Linked DNA regions of Zea mays: region 2 is linked to region 1. A link is a contact called in public Hi-C data. All regions are on one chromosome and are shown on one strand. The core of a region is the stretch at or near the end of the contact, and the rest is flanking DNA. Distances in the headings are between cores, read along the strand shown.

Evidence for each region. A called contact is a pair of places that touch in the nucleus more often than the background predicts.
Region 2: a contact with region 1 is called in a Hi-C map of ear, with 2.2 times the contacts expected there. The contact joins the promoter of LOC100284475 here to the promoter of LOC100381274 in region 1. A contact is called at or near these places in 2 of 25 Hi-C or Micro-C datasets (ear and leaf).

The regions. Positions count from the first base shown.
Region 1 is chr9:32,757,222-32,762,689 of Zm-B73-REFERENCE-NAM-5.0, reverse strand. LOC100381274 reads right to left here and starts at 3,728. Exons shown (of 5, transcript NM_001195849.2): 1 at 3,524-3,728. It overlaps LOC103639869 (dnaJ protein homolog 2), which reads right to left. Exons shown (of 5, transcript XM_008662555.2): 5 at 4,742-5,170. The coding sequence ends at 4,851.
Region 2 is chr9:32,943,621-32,948,890 of Zm-B73-REFERENCE-NAM-5.0, reverse strand. LOC100284475 (ribonucleoside-diphosphate reductase small chain) reads right to left here and starts at 1,614. Exons shown (of 1, transcript NM_001157370.2): 1 at 107-1,614. The coding sequence starts at 1,243. The coding sequence ends at 224.

The DNA of each region.
Region 1 (5,468 bases), core at 2,479-4,978:
GATGAGCTCACGCTCGTAGGCCGCGAGAGCGCGATGCCGGGGGGCGATGGGTCTGCTAAAGAATGCCACTGGATGGCCCTCCTGTACCAGCACGGCGCCGAACCCATGTGACGATGCGTCACACTCGACGATGAATATCTTCGCGAAGTCCGGCATGGCCAGCACCGGAGCAGATGTGACTGCGGCCTTGAGGGCCGCGAATGCCGCAGCCGCCCCGTCATCCCAGGCGAAGCCATCCTTCTTGAGGAGCGCGGTCAGCGGGGCCGCCATCGGCCCGTAGTTGTGCACGAATTTGCGGTAGTAGCCCGCCAATCCGAGGAAGCCACGCACCGCGCGTACCGAGCGTGGAGCTGGCCAGTCGACGATGGCCTGCACCTTGGCTGGGTCCATGGCCACACCCGCCGCCGAGATTACGTGGCCCAGGTAGGCGACGGACGGGGCAGCGAACGCACACTTTGTACGCTTGACGAAGAGGTGGTGGCGGTGCAGCTCGTCGAGCACGGCGCGGAGGTGTCGAAGATGGTCTGCCCATGTCTTGCTGTATATGAGAATATCGTCAAAAAAGACAAGGACGAACCGGCGGAGAAACGGGCGGAGCACGTCGTTCATGAGCGCCTGGAACGTTGCTGGCGCGTTGCAGAGGCCGAACGCCATCACCAGGAACTCGTACAGCCCATCGTGAGTGCGGAACGCCGTCTTGTGAATATCTTCCGGACGCATGCGCACTTGGTGGTACCCCGAACGCAGGTCCAGCTTGGAGAAGTACCGTGCCCCATGGAGCTCGTCCAGCAGCTCGTCGACCACGGGAATGGGAAAGGCGTCCTTCACCGTGAGCGCGTTGAGGGCGCGGTAATCAACGCAAAAGCGCCAGGACCCGTCGGGCTTCTTGACGAGGAGGACCGGCGACGAGAAGGGCGAGTCGCTGCGTCGTACGATCCCTTGCTCCATCATGGCGGCGCACTGGCGTTCCAGCTCGTCTTTGTGGGCAGCCGGGTACCGGTATGGCCGGACTGCCACAGGCTGCGCGCCCGGCGTCAGGGTGATGCGGTGGTCGTGGGCGCGCTGCGGTGGCAGACCGGTCGGCTCGGCGAAGACGGAACTGAAGGAGTCCAGGAGTGCGTCGAGGAACTGCTCGCTCGCCACCGTGGCGCTGATTGCTGTGGGACTGGCAGCCGAGACGCCGGTCCAGCATATCGGGCGCCCCTGGAATTGGAACTTCATGCGCCGGCTGCCCAGGTCCCACACAATAGGACCCAGCGCGCCCAGCCACCGTGTGCCGAGGACGACATCGTACCCAGCGAGCGGCATGACGTAGAGATCGGCCGGGAACGGGGTACCGTCGATGGTGAGGGGGGCGTCACGGAGGACCCCGGCGCAGGTGACGCGCTCGCCGTTGGCGACCATGGCGGTGAGACGTGGCCGCTGGTGAAGGGGCAGACCCGTGCGCCGCGCCGCCGCCTCGGATATGAAGTTGTGGGTGCTGCCGGAATCGAGGAGGGCGACCAGCGAGGCGGCACCAAGCGCGACGGCGATCTGCATGGTGTCAGCCACAGGCACCCCGGCCAGGGCCTGCAGGGAGAAACAGGGGGCCTCACCGTCAGCGTCCGGAGGCTCGTCGTTAGTGTCTTCAATCTCCACGCCCTCCATGAAAAAAATGCGTCTGCAAAACCGGTTGTGGCCACGCGTGTACTTTTCATTGCAGTTAAAACAGAGGCCCATGCGGCGCCGCTCCGCCATCTCGTCGGGGGTGAGGCGCCGTTGATTGTCCTCGCCACGGCCCTGCTGGGTGGCCCTCGGTGGTGCAGGGAGCGCCAGCGGCTGCTGGGGCGCTGGAAGCGCTGGACGTGGCGCCGGTGCGGACAGCAGACCGCGCGAGGGCGCCCGAGGTGCAGGCTGCACCAGCCGGTCGGCCTCCATCAACTCCACTTGGCGCGCCAGGCTCATGGCTGATGCGAGCGACTCCGGGTTGTGGATGCGAACGGCATGGCTGAGTGGTGGCAGCAGGCCGCCGGTGAAGAGCTGGACGCGCTGGTGTTCGTCGAGACGACCGGCGCGAGGGAGAAGGGCCTGGAATCTATTTGCATACTCTTCCACGGTCCCTGTGCGCCTGCATTCTGCGAGCTCGAACAGCGGGGCCGAACGGAGGGGAGGTCCAAACCGTAAGTTGAGGAGGTCCCTGAACCGTCCCCAGGTTGGCGTGCCCTCGTCCTCCTGGAGTTGGATGTACCACAGCTGCGCGACGTCCTCCAGGTTGTATGAGGCCATCCAAACGCGCTCCTCCCCCATGGTGCGCTGCTGGCGGAAATACGACTCACACTTGTTGAGGAAGAGCATAGGATCGGACTTGCCGTCGTAGCGTGGGAAGTCCAGCTTCTGAAATTTAGGTGGGCGATCCAGATCGCGCGGCATCTCTGCGCGTCCCCCGGCGCCGTAATCCGACGTCGACGCCGACTTTTCCTTCATGGCGGCCATGTCAGCCTCCATGGTGGACATCTTGGTGGTGATGGCCCTAAGCATCTCCATCACGTCCTGCATGGACGGCTCGGCCATGGTGGCTGGTTGCAGGGCCGAGTCGGTGGAAGATTGGGGTGAAGGTGGAGGGCTGGTGTGGGTTGCAGCGGCTGTGGATGAAGGATTGGAGCGAGTGGGAGAGGATCGCCGGGATCGCGATACCAAGTTGTCAAGGGCGTCGAGCCCTTGGGTGGCCGGACCGCGGCTACGCAGCTCGTAGCCGTCGGCCGTCTTCTCCGGTGAGGTTATTCCCCTCAACCGTAGGCTTAACAGAGAAGAAGAGATTTGGGATATAATTCATGCTTGCCTTATTAAAAGAACCGCCTGCTTTATATATAGCCAGGCCAGCCAAACCAACTCCTATTTCTTCTCTATACTTATCTTCCTAAACAACTTCTTAACAACTTATCCCTATTTGCTAGCAGCGGCCAGCTCTGATCTGTTGCTGGCCGTGAGCTTATCTTCTAAACAAACCTCCAATTTTCTAGCTACTAGCAACTGCAGCTATTCCTGCGCCCTGATCTGCTGCTGGCCGACGCTCGTAGTGGTGATTTCCCGATCTTATCCAATGGAACCTGCGGCTGTTGCCTCTTGGGCGTGTTCAGCGCGCTCACGCGCACGCCGTATGTCACGGGTACGCCGTTGCCTGACGTAGGGGCGGCCGTACATGACATCGACATCAGTTGGTGAATTATCGAACAGCAACTACTATTATATTGTAAGAAACTGGAAAGACGATTCCGAAATCCAAGCACATGCACATTGATTTGTTCCTTTGGAGTTTAAATAACACCAGAATTTCCTTCGTTAAGATGTGGACTCCGGCCGGGCCATGAGCACCTGGAGCCGCCGCCTGCCCGCGACCGGCAGCGAGGTGAGGGAGGCCGTTCGAGCGGAGGTGGATAGGAAGCCCCAGGAGGCGCGGGCGGGATGAACAGGCGGCGGACCAAGAGAGGAGGAGGGAGGTCCGCGCGCCGGCGACGGACAGAATCCAAAATGGGTGGAAGCTCACCAGATCGGAGAAGTACTGCTCCGCGTCTTCTCCGTACCGGATCTTCTTCTTCAGCAGTTAACTACCCTCGGATCCGCGTCTTCTTCTTCAGAGGCGGTGGGTGATATAGGTGGCGACGGCGACGGCGACGTCGGTGGGTGACAGGATGAGGGCGGCGTCGGCTAGATCCAGAGGAGGAAGCGATACGAGGAGTGGAGGCTCCGCGTCTCCGCGGGTGCTGCCTGCCTGCCCGGCCTTCGGAGGCGTGAAAACCGGTCCGAACCGGATGATAATTCGGCCCTCTTTGGAATTGGGTCCACTCCAAAAAAAATGGTGGAGCTAGTAAAACAAGTTGAGATGGCTCCATATTTCAGCCCGGTGTAGTTTTAATTAGTTCAAAAATATTTTTAATCTAAATAATAAATAAAATGACTTATCTAAATGTTTTCTAAAGTCTTACAGTTTTAGCTCTACGATTTCCTGAAGCACCTAATTACCTGTTCCACCAACTTTACTAAATTTTTTAAAGTTAGAGTTATCACATATAGAGCCCAGGTGCTCCAGAAAATCGTAAAGCTAAAGCCACGAGAATTTATAAAACTTTTAGATAAATTATTTTATTTATTTTTTAATTAAAAATATTTTTAAATTATCTAAATTAATATTATAAATTATAGCTCCACACTAAAACTGGAACTGAAAGCCATTCCAAACACCCCCATTTCCCTTTTGTGTGCTTCTAAAGGCTGCTTATACCACAAAGGTGTTTTTTTCACACGGGTGCGAGGTGACGTGAGTCGGTCGGTTTTTGAGGCTTCCAAATTAAACTAGCTTAGAAGTGGATTAGCAGTGAATAAAGAATGTTTAAATGTACTAAGCTAATAGTTAGCTCGCGAAAAAACTGCTAGTAAAATTAGCTAGCTAACTATTAGTTAATCTTATAAAAGTAGTTAGTAGCTAAATTATTAGCTAGATTGTTTGAATACCTTTAATTAATTTTAGTAGTTAACTATTAGCTCTTGTAGTCTAGTGCATTCAAACACTCCCAAAGTTACAAAGCTGTGTAATACCCAAATAGTGAGAGCAATAGAAGATACAAGAAATAAGAAATATAAAAGGTTCATTGGATCACTTGTATTGTTATTCTCATCTTAGCATAACTAGGTCTATGCCCGTGCGTTGCTACGGGTACATTAAAATGCATAACAATGTTAGTGTCAATGTGCCATTATATAGGAACTAATCCTTAGTAATACTGCACTCTTGTAACCGAAGTATCATAAGACCAATACAAGCGGGTAAACTCAATAGTCGCCCAAAGCGAAACAACAAATTTGTCGCAAGCTGCCTACTGCTGGGCGCACTGCACCCTCTGCCCACCGCCTGGCACATTATCGTCCTCGTCGTAGGCCTCCTGGTGCTGCTGCTGCCGCCTCCGCATCTCCTCTTCGATGTTCACGTCGTAGGGCATCGTATCCTCACACTCGTCCAGCTCCATGTCAGTGTACTGTGATACTGGCTTGGGCGGGAGAACAACCTCTAGGGCCTTGCACTGCTCCGGGCTCAACGAGTCCGAGAACTCCACTGAGAAGTGGATGTACAGCTTGCCCTTTATGAAGGGCCTCTGATACATGGGCATGCCTTCATCGTTGATTGCCTTGAAAGAATCTGCACAAATTTAAAGTAATCAATGAGCATTGGCCAAATCACGAAGGCAGAATCATAATCATACGTCAGAATCACCCACCAGGCTATACAATAATTTTTATATAAAATATACGTGTCTATGTACTGTGATACTGAATGTAGTAGACTCGTGAGCCTCCGTCAAACTGAACCGGTTTCCGAGCTCGCCAGATACCCAAGCCGAGCCGGCGCGGCTCGCCATACCACCACCTCTACATGGAACTATGGATAGGGAAAAGTTTCAGGAGATACGGATGAACACATGAAGCTCATGTATCTT
Region 2 (5,270 bases), core at 365-2,864, 190 kb before region 1:
CGGGCATGGCCTCGGGCAAGGACTGCTGCCGTTTGTGCAGCCAATGCCTCCAACACCACGGGCGCAGCTTAAGGACACGCACACGCTGGTGTATTGGGAGAACCAGTAACACAGAAAATGAAACAGCATCATTGCATCAAGCGGCTCAGAGTACATGTATCACGCTTACAAACTACAAGCAAATACTAACATTAAACCGACACCATAGATTACGCGTGCCAACTCAGAAGTCCTCGTCGATGCTGAAGACGTGGTCGGCAGCGCCGCCGCCGTTGAGGCTGTTCATGACGGATGCCTTCTGGTAGTCACCCACGCGCTTCTCGAAGAAGTTGGTCTTCCCCATCAGCGAGATGAGCTCCATCCAGTCGAAGGGATTGGTCACGTTGTACATCTTCTTGCACCCGAGCGCCATGAGCAGGCGGTCGGCCACGAATTCAATGTACTGGCTCATGAGATCCCCGTTCATGCCGACGAGCGCGACAGGGAGGGCGTCGCAGACGAACTCGCGCTCGATGTCGACAGCGTCTGCGACGATCTCGCGTACGCGGGCCTCGTCGAGCTTGTTGCGGAGAAGCTCGTAGAGGAGGCAGGCGAAATCACAGTGGAGGCCCTCATCGCGGGAGATGAGCTCGTTGGAGAAGGTGAGGCCCGGCATGAGCCCGCGCTTCTTGAGCCAGAAGATGGCGCAGAAGGACCCCGAGAAGAATATGCCCTCGACGCAGGCGAAGGCAACGATGCGCTCAGCGAAGCGCTCCCCGCCGTCGATCCAGCGCATGGCCCAGTCAGCCTTGCGCCGGACCGCGGGCACGGTGTCGATGGCGCGGAACAGGCGGTCCTTCTCGACGTGGTCGCGGATGTAGGTCTCGAGCAGCAGCGAATACATCTCCGAGTGGATGTTCTCGATGGCGATCTGGAAGCCGTAGAAGGCCCGCGCCTCGGCGACCTGCACGTCGGTCATGAAGCGGGAAGCGAGGTTCTCGAGCACGATGCCGTCGGAGGCAGCGAAGAAGGCGAGCACGTGGGAGATGAAGTGCCGCTCGTCGGGGGACAGCGCCTCGTCCCAGTGCCGGGCGTCGGCAGAGAGGTCAACCTCCTCCGCCGTCCAGAAGGAGGCCACCGCCTTCTTGTAGAACTCCCAGATCTGCGGGAAACGGATCGGGAACATGGAGAAGCGGTCGGAGGACTCCGCCAGCAGCGGCTCCTCCGCGTCGCACGGGGGCAACAGCGTCGGCGCGGCAGGCATCGTCGGAGGATTGTGGGGACGGTTGCTAGTGGGGAATTGGGCGAAAGTTGTGTGATTTAGGGAGGAGAGCAGGGAGGCGGGGGATTTATAGGAATGGTGGGAATTAGAGTGCAGATTTTGAATTGGGACGGAGTTGGCGCAGCCGCGCGGGCTTGCAAGGGAAGGAGGCGCGAGCGCGCGAAGAACGGATAAGGGTGGGCAGAGGGAGAAAACAGGGGGCGCGCCGTGCTATGGAAGATTGGGAAAATTTTCGATTTTGCCGGGGGATTTGAAAATTCAGGGCGGAAATGTTTCGGCGGCGAGCCGAGCGGCGGGAGAGGAAGGACAAGAGAGGTTGAGGCGGCGTTGTTCGTTTGGGGATAGAGAGAGCATTTTCGAATGCCTGACAGGTGGCGGCGAGGGGCGTTTTGGTAAGATGGGCTGGGATGGGAAATTTCGGGAGATGAGTGCTGTTGGCTCGCCGCTTCGTGGACTGCCGAATTTCGTCCATCTTTTACGATCGTGGATCAAATGGGTTTGCAAATAAATGTTGGTCAGGTTTATTAAAATTTAAATTTCGAAAATATGCTTATCTCTTGTTGATATCATAAGTGATCTAGATTAGGGGCAGCCAAAGGTTGAGTGAGGCCCAATATATGAGTGGGGATCTAAATGAAGGTCTAGCGACTTCTGAACCTTTCTAGCTACAATAAATAAAATAAAATATCCACTAAAACAAGAAAATTGTGCCCTCACTCCCCATAACGTAGGTTCGCCTATATCACATATAAGCTAATGCTAGCATGTCCACAATCAACACACCATTTTGAACCAAGCGAAAAGCAGACTTTCAAAACTAATACATAAAATAGTTAACACGACATTACGATATTGGGTCCACCTGCTTCGTTTCTGTGATTGTTGTCGTCGACTGACGTGTAGGTCCCACAAGATTCCTTACATGTGGGCCCGAATTTCTCCATCCCCAGATCCCCATTACTCTCCAGGACCGAGCCCGACTACCCGAGGCCCCGAGAGAGGAGCACTGCGACCGCATCCCATTCTCCTCCCTCCCCGAATCCCAGGACCAGCTGGCTCCCTGTCACGCCCGGATTTAAGGGGTAAAGCCGGGTGCGTCTTATATGTGCGCCAAAAAAATATCACATATAATGACAAAGTGTATAGAGATAAATATCACAAATATCATTATTACATAGCGGAAGTATCTTAAAAAATAAATGAGAACAATAAAGCGAACTAAGTATTATTCCTCGGTGCCATAAAACTGACTGGGAGACGCCACCTAGATGAGCTTGTACTCCTCATCATAGACCTCCTCCTGGACTACCTGCTTTTCACTTGTGTGGGGGTTTATATATCGCAAAGATGAGCTCACAAAAGATCGTAGCTCAACAAGTTGTGGAGAATAATGTGCATGAACTTATTAAAAGTGGGAGCTCATGTGAAGTATAAGGCTGATCAACAAATAAGGGTTAAAGTTGAGCATTGCTTTTAATAAATCGGCCAAGTTTTATTAGCAGTTACTAATTGTCGGAGAGGAAATTTCCGGCCGGGTGGCGGATTGCACCCGCCCTAAATCCTGAAGAGAGGAGGGGCCTAAGCGTTTCACTTGCTACGGAGCTGGTGGATCAACACACGAGAGCACACGTGGGTTTAGAGAGGTTCGGGCCGCCGGAGCGTAATACCCTACTCCACTGTGAGTTGTATTGCTCAAGAGCTTGTATGAGCTTAGCGAGTCTAAGATTGCGTGTGTCTGTAACGTCGCGTGCCTTCCCCTTTATAGTCGAGGGGGGACATGTACAAAGAGACCCTGAGCCCCGACATGCGGGCCCAGAGACATAAGGGTGGAACACCCGGAGCAACTAGTGTTGGTCTCCTTACGCTATCTCCCTGGGCCTTGACATCCATTGCCTGAGTAGAATTGGCGTGATGCCTAAGGTTCCTTGGAATGGACCAAGTTATGATGACTACTGTGTGCATGCATCGGTGCGGGCGTACTGCCCACTGCTTTGATTGGACAGGTATGTTGTCCGCTCTGGTCGACGCTTGCCACCAGAGTGGACGGGGCGCATTAAATGCCGAGTCAGCACTTCGCCTGTGAGCAGGGCGGTCAGGCGGCGCGCGATCTCCGCAATAAATGCAGAGATCGCATGGGCCCGAATCCTTACGTCAGGCCCTGCTCTCTGGCTTTCGTCACGGGCCACAGACACGTGGCAGCATCGGGTTTCCGCCCGGGCAGGGAGAGTAGGCGTGCCTGACAAAATCCCGACAAGTGTCTATGTCGGACCCCTGTACGCTCCCGACTCAAGCCAGGATATTCCTCGTCCCGAGATCTCGTTGTGGACGGTCCGGACCTCACCTAGAGGGGTCCAGGTTCCATCTTAGGGGAACACTGAGATCCCAATTAGGTGTGTTGGGGTCCGGCGTTCCCTCACGGGGGTCCGGATCCTGGTGGCCCCGGAGATTGCCCCCGTGGGGGGGTGAGGCGTAGTTTACCGTGCCTCCTTACTATAGTAAGTGGTACCCCTGTTCTAGGGTACCGACAGTGGCCCCAGGGCCCTCCTCATGGGAGGCTACGACCCTGTAGGTGGGGCCAAAGCCTGGCTGACGTGCCATTTCTGGGCACTTGCTGACGTGCTGGTGAAGTCCGGGAAGGCCAAGGACCATCTTGGAGTGTATTATTTCTAGACAAGGGCGGATTCAGCCCGCTCCTATATCTCTTCCCTCAGCGGCGCGAGGTGGGAAAACTGGTGGGCCGAATGGGTGATCGCCAGTACCGAGGCTAGCGACCGCCTCGTGCTTCCAAGTGAGGGGTCGAGGCTCGAGAAGAAGCAATGGAGAGCTAAGCCACCGTTGGTGCCGGAATTTGAGCCTGTGTTAGGCAGGATCGAATCTCTGGCGTCTGGTGGTCTGACGTCGATGCACGTGGTCGGCGACTTCTTGCAGCACCGGATCGCGCCGCTGCAGGCGAGGGCACGCTTGAGTTGTTGGTTTTCTGGCACGAACGACCCCAGCCGGGTCCAACGCGGCCCAGGCACCGACCTATCTTGGGAGGAGCTAGAACTCTTGGTGAAGGGGATCACTGGTGAGTCCTTCGTTGTTGAGTCCTTGATCCTTCCCGAAGGCATTCCCCCGCTTTGCGACGATCCAGGGTTGAGGACAGCGATCTTGGATTCGCTGCTGACCCTTGACGAAAGCGGCGTAGTGGTTCGCCAGGCTGGCGGCCGGGACCCCCATCGCGGGATTCAGATCCCCGACATACCGAGCGGAGGCTCTCGGCCCGCTGATGCTGACTCTAGATTTCACCCAGCAGCTCTCAGTCCCTCGGGCAAGGGCAAGGGAGCTGCGAGCAGTTCCTCCGCCCCTGGTGGTTCCGGGAGGTCGGAGGGAGAGAGGCGGCATCGACTGCGTCGTGCCGACGGATCTTTCGTTGGGGACCCGCCCCTTGATTCGGACCTCTCCCAGAAGCGCCAGAAAACAGCTGGTAGGGTCGGGGAGGCTGGCTCCCCGGCTCAGGGCTCACAGGGGCGTGTCAGCCCTCCGCCAGTACAATCATTGGTCCGTCGCCGCCACCACCATCATCTGGCCTGCCACCACCATAGGGGCAGCAGCATCGACAACGAGAACAGCAACAGAGCCAGCGGACGTCTCGCTTCCAAGGTCGTTGGAAGGTCCAGGGTCCCAAGTAAGTGTACCCCTTCTCCTTACCTCATCTGTCTAGTTACCGCGTTGATGAGTATTAACTCGTCCTTTGCCTGTCAGGGCTTCTTCTCCTTCTGCCTCCAAGGCTGCCCCCACTGGTGAGTCTGGCTTCCAGCAGCAGGCGTCTGCCGATCTTGATGCCAGCAACCTGCCTTCGACTACTGCTGTTGAGGCGGCGCCATCGGGCCCCTAGGTTCCTGCTGGTACTGTCGAGGCAGCGTCGTCGGGTCCCCGGGATCCCGCCAGGGGTCCGGTAGTAGTGCCACCGGGCCCCCAGGTTCCGGTTGGCACTGCCGAGGCAGTGCCGTCGGTCCCCCAGGCACCC